Regions from separate parts of the Rattus norvegicus genome. Here region 1 is linked to region 2. The links are chromatin contacts, called in public Hi-C maps. All regions are on one chromosome and are shown on one strand. The core of a region is the stretch at or near the end of the contact, and the rest is flanking DNA. Distances in the headings are between cores, read along the strand shown. Region 1 has its middle 33 kb from the start of Chrna4. Region 2 has its middle 17 kb from the start of Bhlhe23.

Region 1 (2,820 bases), core at 218-2,717, 280 kb before region 2:
GGGAATCACCTGTCTAGAGGCAGGTGGGGAATAATTTCCTAGGGTTTATGGCGCAGGCCAATTGCGGGGACCTCTCTGGGATAAATGCCCCTGATGACTTTCAATGTTGGAGTTGAGGCAACACCCAGGAAGGCCACCAGGTGGCAGTGCTCACCAGGCGAAGACTCCTACCACCAGTCTCACGTGATCCTGAAGTGCTCTGAACAGATGAATCTGGACTGCTGGAACTTGCCTCTCAGGAGGTCAGGCAGAGCACAGCTGCCCGCTCCCGTCTTTCTCAGCCAGGCTGACAAGGCTTGGGTAGCCACACCAGTCACACCACTCAGTCGGGGCACAGGAGCCAGAGGCAGGCATGGGAATCACCAGCTTCTGTTGTAGACTACAGAAGGTCTTGAAGCATGGCAGACAGATCCTGGATGGTGGGGCTTAAACCTAGACCTTGAAATCAACATGGGCCTGAGCCAATGAATGTCCAGCACTCAGAGCCAATGCTCAGGCGAGGCAAATTTACCCAGGGGTCTGTTGCCATACCTACCATGGGGCTCTCACTTAGGGGAGTTACAGAGCCCGTTTCTCTGGCATCCTCTTGCTACCCTCAGAATCCCTCAGGATCTGGCTTCAGGCTCTTTAGTAGATCCAAGATGGAGATGAGTGGACAGATGAGCTGAGGAGATTACACGGGGCCTGCTGTCTGTTCTCTCTCATTGTCCGGAATCATATATACTCTGGGTACTCACGCTCTTAGTCTATCCCAGAGGGCCTCCACCCCTTACTTGCCTGATACGCCCCTCCCTGGGGTGCGTAGGACTGATATTCTCCTCAGAGCCACAGGACCTGACCTTACTGGAGCCTAACCTCCAGAGTCAGCTGTCTTGATTTCCTTGTGGTCCAGTGTCTGGAAAGAAAACTGTTCCTGGCCTCGTATGCAGATCCTAGCAGGCCAGGGCACTGACTACTGGAAGTAGGGAATTGGATTAGGGGTTTTGGCCCCTAGGGCCTAAGAGGATTTTGTTATTGTTGTTGTTGTTGTTGCTGTTGTTGCTTTTTAAAATTACCTCCTGGTGTTCTGTAAGCGTCTGAAGGCACATGCTACTTTTCCTAGCTCCTATCAGCTTGAACCTCAGCCAGAGCTGCTGGCTCTGTACCCACCCCTGATTCCATGGCCTCCTATAACGCCAGCACATACAACACACAAAGCACATATAACAAAGGGACCCCAAACACGAGCCTGCTCACTCGGGGCCTGGGAAACTGATGTCAGGGCATTGGAACACTAATGTCCAGGACAATAGACTTGTGATGGTGTTGTATTGAGTACCAGCTACAGCCCTGCTACAGGGAAGGCCCCTGGCCTTCTGCTCCTCTCAGGGCCAGTAGACATCTCTCTCATGGTGGGGTTGTCAGATATAAGGTGGCCTGAATCTCGCTTACCACAGCCCGGAGTCTCTCAGCCCATAGAGGCGGGGCTCTCACAGGGAGCTGCAGACCTCGCTCCTAATCCTGCTCAGAGCCAGACAGCTGCATCTGAGGCTTTACTTGACATTCAAAGCTGCTATTTTTCTCTCACACGTGGGTCTTACATTTGCGTTGGAATGGATTCCTGCTAACTTCTCTGCTGCTGCTGGCAGACGATCCTTTGAGGCTGTGCAGGATGGACAGCTCACACCTGCCCACTGCTATCCCCCAAAGGAACCTAGTGGACATGGAGAACTTGGCCCCTAGAGGATATTATAGCTCCCTTTCCTTCCCACAGCTCCCGCTGTGCTGTTAAGATCACCTTTTTTCTGGTAAACTCTGAGCTCACCTCTTTCCCCACACATTTTCCCTTCCCCATCATCTTTCTTCTAGTAGGACTGTCTCTGTTTTTCCCTTCCCTGGTTCTGGAATACATTCAGTACCTACCACCCCACCTTCTTTGTTGAGGCGTTAGGTGATCCACTGTGATTGATAGTTGTTTTTCTATTGCCAATTTTACTGCTTTCTGCTCTAATCCTTGCTTCTCCATTTTCTTTTTAGGTTTAATTTTTCTCTTCCTTTCAGTTTCTTTCAGTGAGAGCTCAGTTTGCATATTGAACTATATTCCATTATATGCAGGCCTCGTTCAGATGCTGTGTGTGTCTTTTCCTCTCAGCACCACAGTACCTGCCTCCCTCCCTTTCTATCCGTGCATCTCATTTCAGTTCCAAGTATTTACTTATGTTCCTCAAGCTTTCCTTCTGTGGCTTCTTGTGGGGCCACTAGTTCATCTAGCTTAATTGAATGCATATGTGTATGTGTATATGATGCATCATGCATATGACACATATGTGTATGATGTATATGTGTGTGCGTATGGATTGATGTATATGTATGTGTGTATTTATATGTGTATGTGTATATGATGTGTATGATGTGTGATGTGTATATGTTTTGTGATGTGTAGTGTATGATGTATATGTGTATGGGTATGGATTGATGTACATGTATGTGTGTGTATTTATATGTGGACATGAGTATGCATATGATGTATATGTATGTGCATGTGCATATGTATAAGCATTTGTGCATATGTATATGATGTATACATATGTCTGTTTATATATATATTACACCACAGTTCGTGTGAGTTCTGCTCTTTTTCAACTGACCGTAGGCTTTTTCATGGCCCAGGATCCAGTTTGCCTTGCTGAAAGCTGGGAGAGCTACTGGGAGGCATGTGATGGGATCTCTCGGAGCAGAGCTGCAGAGTTACTTGTTCAGCCTCTGTGTGCTCATTCACTGTGGCAGTGGAAACTAGGGAAGTCAGATCTACCGTCTCTGTTGCCTGTGTTGGCTTTTATT
Region 2 (2,921 bases), core at 291-2,790:
ACCTGAAATGGCTTCCAGTTCAGTGGACGAGCAACACCACACACATACACACCACACACACACACACACACACACACACACACACTACACCGTACCAAACATATACACCACACACACATACACATATACCACACATAATACACAATTACCACACACACACCACACACTTATACAGACACCACACACATACATCTCACATACACACACACATATAGACACCACACACACATACAGACACCACACACATACATCTCACATACACACACACATATAGACACCACACACACATACAGACACCACACACATCACAACACACACACCACCATACCATATATATTTACACCACACACATACACATACACAACACATATTTACCATACATACATACACTGCACTACAGACACATACATATACCACATACATACATCACACACACACACAAACACACACGTATACCACACATATACATCACACACACATATACCACACATATACTAGATACCATATCACACACACAGATACGTACACCACTACATACACATACCACACACCACACCACACACACACAGACACCAACATACTACACCATACACACACCACTACTACACACAAAACTATGATGCACATACTGTCTCAGGATGGTGGAGGAGTCGGGAGTGGATCCCAGGAGACCTCTACACTGCCCAGATCAAAAGAGAATGTCTGTGTCACCAGAGACCTGGGAAACCCTTTCCCCAGTGATAAAACTTTGCCCACCATGTGACCTGGGGATAGGTCCCTGTGTGCAGCAGGGTCAGGACCGCTCCAATCTAGTGGGGCTGCTGCTGCTGCTGCTGCTGCTGCTGCTGCTGCTCACAGACCCTCCCAACTAGAAAGGAAAGTGAGGAGCCAGCAGCCCATTCCTCACTGGGAAGGACCGGCTCTGCAAACCCCCTCAGGATACAAAGAAACATTCTAGAGTCCTAGCATGTGTGCAGCCCCCAGGGCTTAGCAGGGAGGAAAGGAAGTGAAAGAACTGTGTGTCAGCAGGATCACAGGTTCCCCTCCATTGCAGGCTGCCACTGTGGCAGTGAGCACGCAGCTTGCTTGGAGAGAGGTCTGAGCATCCTGTCCCCATCTCATACTTGCTGTGTCTGGCTGCGTGTCCCCCAGATGTGGCTCAATTCCGGCAGTAAGGCTGCTGACACGGCAGGGCTGAGTGAGATTAAATGGCTATTGCTAAAGCCGAAAGGAACTCAGCCAAGTGTCTCTGTCCAACTCTGCTAGGAGTCCCTAAGGCCACAGCTGAAGCTCGGCTTGGGATCCATTCTGGCAGTCTCTTGAGCTGAGCTTTGTGTTCCCCATCAAGTCCTCTGGGCTCCAGAACATTCCTTTCAGAGGCCACAGCAGGCAGAGAAGGTGTTTGAGCGGGTGGGTGTGTTTCCACATGGGGATGTAAAAGTCTTACTTGCATGGAGAGGAAGCAGCCTCCAGGGAGCCTGAGGTCTCTGATGGCATTTGTGGAGATCCAGGAAGGAACGCTATATTTGGACAGCCTGCGGGCGGGGTGCAGGCTTTCTGTTGCGCACATCCGCTTTAAAAATAGACACCTGCCCTGTTTTGATGGGCTTAGCTTGCGCCATCTTCAAAGCAGCGACAGTAGGATCGGCACCTTCCGGGCTGCCTAAGTGAGCAGAATACGCAGTGGAATCAGTCACTTTTCCCTGAACCCAAGAATCAAAGGCCTCATGGTGATCTGCAGGCTGAAGGCAGGAAGAGGAGGACAGCCCACCAGACGGCTGGCCAGTCACCACTGGATTCTTCCCTTGGGCCCCTGCACTTTCACTCTCAAATATTTCAACTGGGTCCTGGAACAGGGATTTTTTTTTTTAACCTTAAAGATAGCAGAAACTTCTCAAGGTCGTTTGAGTTGTTTCCATTCGCAATGAGATGGAGAAGCTTGTTGGTAGAGTGAGTAAAATTCCGTACGGAAATGACACCAGCTTGCCACGGGCCTGTCGTACCTCCCTCCATCTAGAGACCTCAGCCTGGCTCTGCAGAGAGGCTGGACCTGCTCAGGGACAGGAGGACCATACTGCAGACCCCAAAGCATCAGAAAGAATCACAGAATAAACAGCACACAACCTTCACAATAGCTCTTACCTGGCTTAAGCATCCCTGGAGACTCGACCCTCTCCCCATAGGATGGGGGCACCAGGTTTGTCTGACTAAGGGCACTCTTCCCAGTAACGGTGCCGTCAAAGGCAGCTTATTATAAGTTGCAAGCAACCGTGAGCAGCAGCATCATCCTGCCCACAGCTCTGGGTCCCAGCCCTAGTACAAGTCTGTTGTCGGATACAGGGTGCCTAGAGATACCTGTTCTGTGGGGGAAAGTGGGGACAAGGATCCCTTCATATCACCAGAAGCCTGAAGAACCAATCCACAAAGATGTTCTAAAGGTAATGGTGTCAAGGGTCTGAAAAGAAGCCATCAGCAGAAAGATGAGCAGAGCAGCAGGACCTCGCAGTAACAACAGCCTCTCTTAGTTGCTGAGACTTAAGCTGCAGGGGAGTGATGGTCTACATTCCCCGAGGTACCCAGAGAACCCCTGGCCTATGACTTTGTTCCATGAAACTCAGGCTGGCTAGTGTTTGGGCACTGTGGGTGCCAGGAACCCAGGGTGCTGTTCCCAGGTCCAGAGGGAACCTAGCTCTGTAGAGAAGCAGGCTCACAAGCAAGGTCCTAGTGCTCGGCCCATGCAAGCACACAGACAGGCAGGGGCGTATTACTTCGCTGTTACGGCTGTGCTGCACCTTACATTCTTTAGAGTTTGTCCCTATATGGAATATATAAAATAACTCTGGCCCCTCTCATCCTCCTCCCCATTTCTCAGGACTGTGAGACTCAGCGAGTAAAGGTACTTGCCACCAAGTCTGAGAGCC

Evidence for each region. A called contact is a pair of places that touch in the nucleus more often than the background predicts.
Region 1: a Hi-C map of frontal cortex shows a contact between it and region 2, with 4 times the contacts expected there. The contact joins two enhancer-like sites. A contact is called at or near these places in 6 of 12 Hi-C or Micro-C datasets (the A7r5 cell line, Schwann cells, frontal cortex and 2 more).

What each region holds. Positions count from the first base shown.
Region 1 is chr3:188,566,073-188,568,892 of GRCr8, reverse strand. No RefSeq gene overlaps it. Among named protein-coding and RNA genes, the nearest start is that of Chrna4, 33 kb to the right of the region's middle. Within about 2 kb of position 1,467, at least 17 of the 93 cell types and tissues checked have an H3K27ac peak or open chromatin away from gene starts, as enhancers often do.
Region 2 is chr3:188,284,505-188,287,425 of GRCr8, reverse strand. No RefSeq gene overlaps it. Among named protein-coding and RNA genes, the nearest start is that of Bhlhe23, 17 kb to the right of the region's middle. Within about 2 kb of position 1,540, at least 34 of the 93 cell types and tissues checked have an H3K27ac peak or open chromatin away from gene starts, as enhancers often do.